2 separate regions of the Muntiacus reevesi genome follow, and region 2 is linked to region 1. A link is a contact called in public Hi-C data. All regions are on one chromosome and are shown on one strand. The core of a region is the stretch at or near the end of the contact, and the rest is flanking DNA. Distances in the headings are between cores, read along the strand shown. Region 1 holds the start of PWWP2A (PWWP domain containing 2A). Region 2 holds the start of SLU7 (SLU7 homolog, splicing factor).

Region 1 (6,575 bases), core at 1,651-4,150:
GGAGTACAGTTGATTTGCAGTGTCATGTTCATTTCAGGTGTAGAGCAAAGTGATTTAGTTATACATACACATGTCTATTTTTTTTTTTCATATTCTTTTCCCATATAGAGGAAGCTGGTGTTATCTCTACCTAAAGGTTTCGCTCAATGGCCAAATAGGAAACAACTTATTTTTATTTCTCTTTTGGTCATGTGGCCTTGTGCGATCCTAGTTCCCAGACCAAGGATGGAACCCAGGTCTAGGCAGTGAGACTGCAGAATCCCACCCACTGGACAGCGAGGGAATTTCTGATACAAAAACTTATTTTTAAAGCAACTGATGACTATACTCACAGTCTTGGTAAAATCTGTAAAGATTTCTCTCCTGGATCATCACTTAACCCCAAAACTGCATAAAAGTATGCAATCAAAGTAAGCATAGATTACAAAATAACATTGGCAGATCTATTTTTCCAAATTATATTATGAAAGGATATTCAACTAATTAATCACTGATCCAATAATCCCTCGAAGAGCTACATTTTAAAAACTGTCTTATTTCCTCACCACTTCCATAATGTGTATGCCTCCCATGTAAGCCTCCAGGAGGGTCAGATTGTGTCTCATACATATAGTATTCAGAATAGGTAGAAGGGTGCCTTACATAAATGTGTTCAATAAATATTTGTGGAATGAAAAGCTAATATAGTTCCCTTAATGGCTTTTTAAAAAATACTTTAATGACAGGATCTTTTCATTTCAAAACATTAAAATGTAAAAGGTTCATAACAAGAGCTACAAAAGAAGCTGCTGTTCATTAGAAGTACTGTAGGTAAAATAGAACTGCAATTTCCTATGAAAGAAAATTTTAAAAAATAAACAAAACACCTGGACAATGAGCACCTCAAAACAGGAAAGCACTATGGATTCCATTTCCAGACACAACTTACCTTTTTGGACCTTCCTTTTGCAGATTTGAAATCCAGATTCTCACACAATCACTGCCCTTCACTTCTGTTTGATTCAATAGCATACACACTGCTGACCGTACATTCTGTCTTGCTAATAAATACATCAGTAGAAAGCACACTGGTCTTATTCTGCTTTCTGTTTTATGAAAACAAAAGTGCAAAAGTTCTAACTCAAAATTCTTTATAAATTGAAAACTAAAAAAATTTTTGAGAAGTGTTTGCAGTAATGGTAAAGGCTCCCATCTTTTCCCATACTTCTATTATGTATTTCTTCCCCAAACGAGGACGATTCTTGTGTCTTGATGGGAGGGCAAGCAGTTAAAAGTAAAACACACTAAAATAAGCCATATCTAAACAGGTGAGATACCATCAGAGTGTGTGCTGTTGCAGGAAACAGAATGGAGAGCTATGAATGGGAGTCTCTGCACTTCATATCTGCAAAAGAAGAGAATAAAAAGGTTAACTTAATTCTAGACTCAGAACACAGTATCTTCACCTGTCTAAACCAAAGCCCCAAAACAACTTAATGTAAAAAATGAAAATGTGCTAAAGAGGTTTATGGGGAACTCAACCATTCAAATTGTATCCACAGTTTTAGAAGTTAGTGTTTGAACACTTTTATACCACATCATCTTGATATTAAAAGTTAAACAATAACGAAAATCCCATCTCTTCTTTAAACTTCTCTTAAAATTTATCATAATTACCCAATGTGCTTCCGTATTGAACAGTTATATAGGGGGAATGAGTTCTAACATTAAGAATAACAATCAAATGGCTCATTTTGAATAAATGCTCTTCCCTTTATAAGGAGTGACAGTTAACCTTTCCGGAACCCCAATGCACACACCCCTTTCTCCAACCTCATTAAAGGTTAATTTCAGAACGCAGCAATGTCCCCCACCCTGTACCCCGTACTCTGCGAAAATCCTTCTGCGTTTTGCATTAACCCACCCGACTCGGTGTGGGTGAGCCAGTGTCAGGCGTGAAAGAAGGCTGGGACTGGGGGCGGGATGGGGGGTGAGACCCGGGAGCCCCTCAAGCACTCGCGCCTCCCACCTGGCGGCACACCTGCCTCCAGGCGCCCACCTGGGGTAGGGATCGGCCCTTCGCGGCCCCGCGCGCCGGCCCCACTCAGAGCGCGCGCCACGCGCCGCGCGGTACCCGAGGGCGGCGCAGGCGGCGGGGCGCCTGAGAGGCGGGAGCCCGGTGTAGAGGGGCAGCCCGGGCTCGCTCCCTCCCCCGGGACCGAGCGGGCCGGGACGTCCCGGGGGGCTGCTGGGGGCGGGCACGGTACCTTTTGGACAAATCCATGAGGACCCCGGAGAAGAGCTTCTCCCCGAGGCGGAACGACACGACGAGCGCGTCCTCAATGATGTGGTCCAGCGTGACCCGCACCTCCGAGCCGGGGATCAGTTGCGACACCGCGGAGTCCCCGCCTGCCGGCGGCACGAGAGCCGGAGCTGCTGGCTGGGGCAGCGGCGGTTCCTGGCGCTCCTCGGGAGCCGGGGGCTCCTCCGGCGGCGGTGCAGGAGAAGGTGGCAAGCTGGGCCCTTCCTGAGGCGCGGCTGTCGCCGGCTCCACTACTCGAGCGGGCAGCTTCTCCTCAGGCTCCAGCTCCAGCCCCGCCGCCTCCGGGCTGCGGGCGAGCTCCCCCGGCGGCGGTGGCGGCGGCGGTTCGTCGGCCTGAGGAGAGGACTGCTGCCCGTCAGCCTCGCCGTCCGGCACAGATGCTTCAGTGGCCGTGACCGGGAGGGGGTCAGTGCCGGCCTCGCTGCCGGGGATGGGCTCCATCTCCGGCTCGGCCTCGCCGGCGCCCCCCTCCCCGGGGGACGCTGCAGTCGCTGCCGCCTCTGCAGCCACGGCCGCCATTTTCTTCCTGGCTTCTCCCTCCTCCAACTCGGGTTGTAGCGGCGGCGGCGGCAGCGCTGCTTGGTTCCCTAGGCCTTCCCCTCCCTCCAGCAAACAGTTTTGTCCCGCCCTTACCCGATGCTCGTTATTGGCACCGCGCCATTGGTCCTGTCCTACACCCCTCCCGCACTTGTGACATTTCATTGGTCAGGTGGGGACGTCTATCATTCAATCGGTCCAGCCTTCTCATGCAGAGTAGGAACTTCTCATTGGCCAGACGAGTTGTCAAATGTCGAATCTTAGAGGAGAAGTGGGGGGGCGGGCTCAAAGGGGGCGGGGGAAGTCACAAAAGCCGAGCCTTGTACCTATCGCCTCTTTCTATTGGATGGAAGAGAAAGTAGAGTCTTATGGTTGGCCTACGCTCCTGCCCATTATCAACCAGGTTTTTTTCGGAGGTGGGATAAAGGAGGGAATCACGTGGCGTGCCTGTTCTTTCAAAGGCTACAGAGGGGAGGAGTAACGAGGTGATGAGGGAGGGGAACCGCTTCCCAAGAATCTCTGCGCAGAGGTCCTTAGAATAAATGTTATTTCTAGGAGCGGACCTGCTTGCGGCCGCGTGTGGGCAAGAGAAGCTTCTTTGGGAAGGACAACTAAAGTTTGAAGATAATTCTACAAACACTTTTTGAGCTCCTACTATGCTAGGCACTGTGCTAATGCTAGGGATAGATGTGAAAGACATTCTCCATAACCTCATGGCAGCCGCTTCAGCTCCCACACAAGCAGTGTCTCTTTGAGTACTCTCCACTTTCTAGGAACAATGCACCTACTTTTTTCAAAGTAGGAAAATGCTAATGAAAACAGGAAGAATACTCGGCACACTGGATTAAGCTGATGAATGTTTCAGAGACTAGTTCTGAGGCACTGCTGGACTTCCACATGAACAGCAGTTTTTCAACCCAAATTCACTGGAAAGTGGTCGCACCTGGTTTCTTGCTTCAGCCTTTATCGTTGCCTCGTGTATGCTACAGGTGCAAAAGGCCCCTCTCTTCAGTGTCCTAATGCCTCTACTTGTCTATTGCCACTTTAAGTTTCTTGATTGGTTTGTTTGGAAGACTCTACTGAACCCATTTCTCTCCAAGTGTACCTCAGAGTGAGCCTTTTCTCCAGAAGAGATGGTAGGCACTGAGAATGCCTACAGGAGGAAAGGGAGAAAGGTTACCAAAATTAGGAGTGAAAAAGGGAATCCTAAAGACTCATCACATCCAATACTTACTAAGCATCACCTATGTGCCAGGCACTAGTACAAGCACTTAGTATAACACCTCATGTAATCCTTAAAATACTCCTATAAGGCAGATACTGTTAATGTTGTTTAGTTGCTAAGTTGTATCCAACTCTCTTTCCACCCCATGTAAGTGCACCAGGCTCCTCTGTCCATAGGATTTCCCAGGCAAGAATACTGGAATGGGTTGCCATTTCCTGCAGGGGAGCTTCCCAACCCAGGGATGGAACCATGGCTCCTGCCACATCTCCTGCATTGCAGGCAGATTCTTTACCACCGTACCACCAGGGAAGCCCAACTGTTATTATACCTGTTTTACAAATAAAGAAACTGAGGCACAAAAAGGGTGCCCAAGGTCGCTCAGATAGTAAATTGCAGAGTCAGAATTCGAAGGCTTTGTGTGTTTCTTGGAGGGGGGCTGGGGGGTAGATACATTAGGAGTTTGGGATTAATAAATACACACTACTATATATAAAATAAACAACAAGGACCTACTATATAGCACAGAAAACTATAGTCAATAGTTTATAATAACCTATAATGGAAAATAACCTGATAAAGAATATATGAGTGAATCACTTTACTATACACCTAAAATTAATATATATATCAACCAACTATATTTCAATTTTTAAAAAAACCTGCAGTTTTACATTGAAAGCACTGAAAATGGGAAAGAAATATTGCCATATGCCCTATTTAAGGCCCTAGAGCTCTTGGGAAAGGCAAGTAGGAAATCCCAGTCAGGGCAGGTTCAGCATCTCCAAAGTAACAGAAGGAAATAAATGTACTGATCCACTCTGTACCAGAGATTTTCCCCATAAGCTCTCATTTAAAACCCTGTGAGTTAAACCTTCTCCCTGTTCTACAGGTGAGGAAACCGATCCCTAGTCAGGTTACAGGTCTTCTTAGCCATCACACAGATGGCTAGCAACAGATCCTAGAGAACTCAGGCCCTTCCAAGAGCATGATTGTTTCACTCATTCATTGAACAAATAATCTGTCTCCTGCAGGCTAGATCTTTTGCAGGAAATAGTCATGGATCCCACCTTACAGAGTTTTTTACTATGATTGCTTTTCTATATTTCAAAATAATCAGTTAAACATAACATATATTTCTATGAAACTTGGAGACCCACACTGAGTTCCCACATTGCATAATATCCCACAGGAAGAAAAATACAGTTCAGGTCCTAGGATGTGATTACCTCTTGCAGTAATTCACTGCAAGATGCTGCAGTAAATCCTTTAAATTAAGGATTTATAGCAGGTAGTGGCATACCAAGTAACCCTTCTAAGTCACCATTTTCAGCCTGCAACTCAAGAGTCTCTACTGGCTTCCTAGCCTCTTCTGCTTGTCCTTCAAGGCTCTCTCTGTTCCTATTTTATCTTTCGGGGTCTGTTCTCCCCTGCTCTTCAGGCTTTCTAATACTGGGGAGATCTTTCATCCATTTCTTCAACAAATAAACATTCAAGGCCTACTACATGTCAGTTGGGGATTCCCAAGTGGCTCAGTGGTAAAGAATCCACCTACAATGCAGGAGACCCGGGTTGGTTCCCAGAGTTGGGAAGATGCCCAGGAGAAGGGAATGGCAACCCGCTCCAGTATTCTTGCCTGGAAAAATCCCATGGACAGAGGAGCATGGCAGGCTACAGTCTGTGGGGTCACAAAGAGTTGGACATGACTGAGCAACTGAGCATGCATACACTATATGTCAGTTACCAGGCTAGCAGTCAGAAGGCATGCAGAAAGAACATGTAAGCATCCTGGGACTTATTTTTCTAGTTAGGGAGCTAGAAAATAAGCAATGAATAAATAACATGATTTACAAATTGTGAGCAATACCATACAAGAAATAAACAGGGTGAGGTGATAGGGAATAGCTAGAGGAAGGGCAGAGAGTGTCTCTTTTAGATAAGGTGGTCAGAAAAGACCTCTCTGAGGACAAGACATTTTAACCAAAATGCAAAGGATTAAGAAGGAGCCAGGGACTTTCCTGGTGATCCAGTGGCTGGGACTCCATACTCCTAATGTAGGGGGCCTGAGTTCAGTCCCTGGTCAGGAAACTAGATCCCATATACCACAACTAAGACTCAACGGAGCTAAGTAAATAAATATATTTAAAAAGGACAAGGAGAAGCCAGCTGTTGACATTGCTGAAGGAACATGTGGGTCAAAAGGAACAGCAATTGCTCGAGTCCTGTGACAAAAGAGGGCTTGGTTCACTCCAGAAACAGGGAGACCAGTGTGACCTCCGTGGTGGTTCAAATGGTAAAGAGTCCACCTGCAATGCAGGAGACCCTGGTCCGATCCCCGGGTCAGGAAGATCCCCTGGAGAAGGGAATGGCAACCCACTCCAGTCTTCTTGCCTGGAGAATCCCATGGAGAGAGGAGCCTGGTGGGCTAGAGTCCATGAAGTCACAGAAGTCAACCCTAATGAGCGAGAAATCTCTCTCATTCAATGTGGTTGAAGAGGAATAGGCAAGAAGATA
Region 2 (6,575 bases), core at 1,384-3,883, 300 kb after region 1:
ATTACACACCAGTCAGGATGGCTGCTATCCAAAAGTCTAAAAGCCATAAATGCTGGAGAGGGTGTGAAGAAAAGGGAACCCTCTTACACTGTTGGTGGGAATGCAAACTAGTACAGCCGCTATGGAGAACAGTGTGGAGATTTCTTAAAAAACTGGAATTAGAACTTCCATATGACCCAGCAATCTCACTTCTGGGCATACACACTGAGGAAACCAGATCTGAAAGAGACATGTGCACCCCAATGTTCATTGAGGAACTATTTATAATAGCCAGGACTTGGAAGCAACCTAGATGTCCATCAGCAGACGAATGGATAAGGAAGCTGTGGTACATATACACCATGGAATATGACTCAGCTGTTAAAAAGAATTCATTTGAATCAGTTCTAATGAGATGGATGAAACTGGAGCCCATTATACAGAGTGAAGTAAGCCAGAAAGATAAAGACCAATACAATATACTAATGCACATATATGGAATTTAGAAAGATGGTTAACGATAACCCTATATGCAAAACAGAAAAAGAGCCACAGATGTACAGAACAGAATTTTGGACTCTGTGGGAGAAGGCGAGGGTGGGATGTTTCGAGAGAACAGCATCGAAACATGTATATTATCTAGGGTGAAACAGATCACCAGCCCAGGCTGGATGCATGAGACAAGTGCTCGGGCCTGGAACACTGGGAAGACCCAGAGGAATCTGGTGGAGAGGGAGGTGGGAGGGGGGATCTGGATGAGGAATACATGTAAATCCATGGCTGATTCATGTCAATGTATGACAAAAACCACTACAATATTGTAAAGTAATTAGCCTCCAACTAATAAAAATAAATGAATCAATAAATAAAATGATATGATAAAAAAAAAGTACACCCTAATAACACATACTGTGGGTTATATATAATGTATCATATGTTCTTTTTCTTTCAAAGCATCTGTAAGGGAAAGGTCTCTTTCTACTCCACTAAAATCTTTATATACTGTTGCAGCTGTGCTTTCAACTCTATTGGTTAAGTGGAGAGACATGCACATGCATTTAAAATTTCATGAGACTCATTCTTTCATATATATATTCCTGATTTCCTCTCTACGTATGTGTCTCAAACTTTTCTACCACATTAATCCTTAATGAGTACACAGGGTCCTATCTCTGTTCCTCTTAAAAACCGGATGATTTAAGATCACCTATATTCATTATCTCTATTTCCACATTATCTGCTGCCCTTCTCAATCATTCCCCTTCCCGCTCCAAAGATACCTCTAAGTTAGCAATGTGGTAAGTCCTCTGGACATTGTTCAGTTCTATTTCTCCCCCTTTTCTTTTGATATATTCTTATCCTTTGGCTGATATGACATCATATTCCCATGGGTTTTTTTGTACCCCTATCACTGCTCCTCCTGTATCCTTCGTAAGTTCTTCCACTTCTGCCCAGTTACTTAGTTTTGGACTCCTCAAGGCTCAATTCTAGGCTTCCTTCATCACTTTAAACTCCACCAGAGGACAAGTTCATCTATTTCCAAGGTTTCAATAGCCACGATATACAACTGCTGGCTCTCCAATTTATTTCTCTACTTCAGATCTTTTTTCTGAGCTTCAGATAAACACAGTCCAATTGCTTACTTCAAAGTACCTCCACTTAGATGTCTCAAAGAAATCTGAACTCAACTAGTCTTAATTCAAATTCATAATCTTCTCTATGAAATCTAATCTTCTTCCACTGTTCCCTCTCTTGATGAAAGATACCACTATCCATTCCTTTTCAGAAGTGTTCCAGCTAATTCCCATACCTATTTCATCATGAAGTACTGTTATTTTCATTTTCTGAATATCACTCGAATTCATCTACTTCTATCAATAACCTGAGTGTATTACTTTTCCCTACTAGTCTCTTCTGCTTTCTGCCAATCAGTTCACCACACTGCAGTGTTATTTTTTCAAACACAGATTTGGTCATATCATGTCCCACTACCCAAGCTGAAAACCCTCAAATGAAACGCTGTCCAAGAGAAATATACCACCAGACCTATATGTCATTTTAAATATTCCGTAAGCATATTAAAAAAGCAAAAGGAAACAGATAAAATTCGTTTTTTGCAATATTTTGCCTAATTACCAACACATTTTCATTTCAACACAGGAAAAAATAAATCAATTCTTTAAAATCTGATACGGATTTTACATCTATTTAGATTGGTCAACATTTCAAGCGCTTAAGAACTACAAGCACAGTTCAGCTCCAACAGCACCTTATAATTCTTACTTTTTCTTTTTAATTTTTTTTTTTTTAATTCTTACTTTAAAAACCACTAAAGACACAGTCCTGGTCTGACTGGGCACAAATACCACTACTGAGGCCTAGGACAGCTGCTTCCTTGGTTCTCGGTCCCCGTTCCCTTCTCAACCGGGCGTTCATCAATCCCGTGAGGATATTCCTAAGAATTAGGAGCCTCTGGCCCTCTTCCCCGAGTTCTCCACCTTCACTCTCCTCCTCGTTCCAAGTTCTCACAAGATTTCCTTACCCGGTCCCAACGCTGCTGACCCTGGTACAGTTCGACAAGAATGAAGACGATCGCCAATGTTTACTTCCTGACTTCCTCTCTCTCCCGGCAGCCACTGCAGCACTTTCCGGGCGACCCACACATGCGCACTTGGGCCTCAGGGCGGGGGGCCAAAGCGAAACTGGTCTCGCGAGATCTCGAGCTTTTTCTTTAGCTCTACAGTAGGTCAGTAGAATGGGTTAGGTTTGAGGAGGTGCTTTTCTGCTCCGTAGTTTTCAACTCTTAGACTCGACGAGTATTACGACGTAAAATAAAACAAAACAAATTTCATACGGAGAACAGACAATAGCGTAAGCATCGCTAGAGCGCTACGAGGTGCGTGAAGTTAAAACAGTTAAAATCAGTATTAATTAGTAGCCAGGTAGTGTAACACGTTAGGGACAAGGTAAACACAAAATTGTCTTCCTCTTCTCGAATTTACATCATATAGAGTGAGAAATACTGAATTATTTAAGTAATTTACAGTTCTAGAAAGCCGCTATGAAGGGTGTACTAGGTACTTTGAAGACATAGGGCAATTCAGCAATTGTGACACCTCACCCCTGATGTTGATACTGTATTTTACCATTAGGAAAAAAATACTGTAAAACGATTTCCATTGTGGAAAAACAATGTCATAGATAGCTCAACCTTCCTTTAAAGAAGAATAGGAAATAAAATACTGGAAAATAATAATTTTGGAGTACAGTTTCCTCCCTCCCCCCTTTAAATCCTATCGGTTTTGGTAATGTTTTATTTTTCAAAACAATATGTGCTCCTTTCAGATGTCAAAATGACATCCTTGCCTCTAAAAGAATCTCATCATACTCTTATTAAGAAATTTTAGTGCATAGAGCATAGGAATGTAAATATTCATTTTGATTTTACAGGGCAAAAGTTGAAGGAATGGAAGTTGTCAGAAAATAGTCTGAAAGTGAGTAGTCTATCAATCACTCATACTTAATTTGTATCTCTTTAATACAATTCCTGAAATTTGTTTGAAAGTGTTAATGTCCGTTTAGTTAAAACTACCAGGCACAAGTCAGGGAACACATCTCCCAGTGGAATTATGGAACGTGCTGGACAAGAGGGAAGAACTTTTTGTAAGGTTCAGATTCCCTCCTGGAGTATTCTGAGGAGGGTCTGAGGAAGCAGGAATCAGGCTGTTTGATAAACTGGGATCAATTAGGATCTTGGTGCGGTTGTGAGGTGAGGGTAGTTTAGCAATTGGATATCTCCAGTAACAGTCCAGGGCAGAGCAAAGTGAGTTTGGGGCATCATTAGTAAGAAAACAGAAGTATTGGTTGTGGCATTTTACAGTTACCTTGGGAAACAGTGCTTCCTGTTGTAGGAGGGCAGACTTAACCTAGGGAGACAGAAACTTTGCATCCAAAAACCTCAGGAGATAAAAAATTCCCACTTGGAAGCTGTAGGTGCTGTTAAAGAGAAAAGCCACAGGCCCAAAATGGCTTCACTTGTGCTAAAGCCCTTGATACAAAATTTATATTTAATAACTAACTTAATCACAACTTCAAAATTCAATCACCAGAAATGTAATCCAATGAACCAGTTGGGAATTTCCTGGTCATTACTGAAGAAGTAATCTGGCACATGGCCCCTTTCCATTATCTCCTCACCCCCACCCTGCCTCTCAGTGGAAGAAGAGGCAATTAGCTGTGAAAACCTTGCTGTTCCTTCTTTTCTTCCCTCCAAGGAGATTCTGGCCTATAAATAATCCTTTTTTTTAAATTTTACTAATAGCTCCCATGCCCCACCGTTTTTCCTCTAAAAACTTCTGTTTGTACAACCCCTTGGAGCACCCTTCTGATTGCTCAGTGGGAGGCCTTCTGATTCTTGAGTCATTTAATAAAACCAATTAGATCTTCAAATTTACTTGATTGAAATTTTTTGACAGTGTTGTGCAGACTTGGTTTCAATATGAATATTTTTGTGTGCTAATGATGTAATTCAGAGCTGAGGCACTTAGAAGGAGATATAGGGAGGAAATAATGGGAGGGTTACAAAGGTCTGTCTAGTCAAAGCTATGGTTTTTCCAGTAGTCATGTATGGATGTGAGAGTTGGACCATAAACAAAGCTGAGTGCTGAAGAACTGATGCTTTTGAACTGTGGTGTTGGAGAAGACTCTTGAGAGTCCCTTGGACAGCAAGGAGATCAAACCAGTCCATCCTAAAGGAAATCAGTCCTGAATATTCATTGGAAAGACTGATGCTGAAGCTGAAGCTCCAGTATTTGGCCACCTGATTCGAAGAACTGACTCACTGAAAAAGATCCTGATGCTGGGAAAGGTTGAAGGCAGGAGGAGAAGTGTTTGACAGATGGTTGGATGGCATCACTGACTCAATGGACATGAGTTTGAGCAAGCTCTGGGCGTTGGTGATAGGGAAACCTGGCATACTGCAGTCCATGGGGTCGCAAAGGGTCGGACACGGCTCAGTGACTGAACTGAACTAGTAAACTAGGGATAAAAGAGGATATGGAAAGAGTAAAAACATACACACTTTCTCCCCCTCTTTTCTTCTTGATGTCTAGCACAGTGACTAACGTTTAATAAATATTTATTGAATGAATGAGTCATTCAATGTTTTGGCCCTGAAATGCCAGGGAAGAAGGGACAATGAACTGGCATATATTTCGAACCATATCTATGCCAGGTAGTGCTAAGGCTTTTGTGAAAGAGTAATGTAGGCTTAACTCCTCCCTCCCAACTTACCCGCTAAGTTAAAAAGTATTTGGTGACCTGTTGGGAGTAGAGTTTAGATGACACAGATCATCCTTGGTCTTTTGAATTGATTCCTTTATATTGTTTAATATATTTCCATTTACCATAGAAGGGTTTCCCTTGTGGCTCAGCTGGTAAATCCACCTGCAATGAAATTAAAGCACAATGAAATTGTGGTTTAAAAAGTTGATGACCTTTTTCTTTCTATGGCGAAGTGAAGTGATAGTGGCTCGGTCCTGTCCAACTCTTTGCAACCCCATGGATAGTCCATGGAATTCTCCAGGCCAGAATACTGGAGTGGGTAGCTTTTTTCTTCTCCAGGGGATCTTCCCAATCCAGGGATGGAACCCAGGTGTCCCGCATTGCAGGTGGACTCTTTACCAGCTGGAGCCACAAGGGAAGCCCTTTCTATGGTAAAGTGAAAGTGAAAGTCGCTCAGTCGTGTCTGACTCTTTGCGACCCTATAGTCCATGGAATTCTCCAGGTCAGAATACTGAAGTGGGTAGCCTTTCCGTCCTCCAGGGGATTTCCCAACCCAGGGACCGAACCCAGGTCTCTTGCATTGCAGGCGGATTCTTTACCAGCTGAGCCTCAAGGGAAGCCCTTCTATGGTAAATGGAAATATATCAAACAAGATAAAGGAATCAATTCAAAACGAGGGACACCTTGGTTCGATCCCTGGTTTGGGAATATCTCCTGGAGAAGGGAAAGGCTATCCTGGCCTGGAGAATTCCATGGACTGTATTGTCCAAAGTCAAATGACTTTGACTTTGGACACATCAAAGTGTCTCAGGAAAAAAACAGAAAATTGCAAAAGCCAACTCTGTATCTTGTTATAACATTAATAATAACTTTCTTGGAATTAAAGACCGTATTTACTCTCCTCTATCTCTCTGGGGGGGAGATTTAAAAACAACCATTAATAGACATCCACGACCAAGTTGTGAGCGGGTTTGATTTTTTTTCCTCCCGGGGAACAAACGACGAACTTGCGGGGAAAAGCTTTCAGGGCGGAGCCCAGGGAGCGTACGTTCCTCCCATTGGTTCTTCCGGAGCCTCCGCCCCGCCCCTGTCCCGCCTCCTGGATGGATGAACCAATAGGGACGTAAGTTGTGGTTTAAACGCGGAGTCTGGCGCGGCCGCTGGAGCCGTGTCTTGAGAGAGTTTGGCTGTTACTCCGAACGTGGGTGAACCGAGCGGTACCGAGTGGTTAGTCGGGCACGGTCCAGCGGCGTAGGAAGCGGGAGTAGGCTTTATGTGTGGGGGCTCTGGGTCCTGGGAACCGGGGTCCGGGT

What was found. Hi-C and Micro-C count contacts between places; a contact is called where the count stands out from the background.
Region 2: a Hi-C map of muscle shows a contact between it and region 1, with 5 times the contacts expected there. The contact joins the promoter of SLU7 here to the promoter of PWWP2A in region 1. A contact is called at or near these places in 2 of 3 Hi-C or Micro-C datasets (blood and muscle).

What each region holds. Positions count from the first base shown.
Region 1 is chr1:248,892,409-248,898,983 of mMunRee1.1, forward strand. It overlaps PWWP2A (PWWP domain containing 2A), which reads right to left and starts at 2,901. Exons shown (of 4, transcript XM_065919021.1): 1 at 2,247-2,901. The coding sequence starts at 2,821.
Region 2 is chr1:249,195,221-249,201,795 of mMunRee1.1, forward strand. It overlaps SLU7 (SLU7 homolog, splicing factor), which reads right to left and starts at 2,634. Exons shown (of 16, transcript XM_065919036.1): 1 at 2,522-2,634. PTTG1 (PTTG1 regulator of sister chromatid separation, securin) reads left to right here and starts at 6,397. Exons shown (of 6, transcript XM_065936411.1): 1 at 6,397-6,463.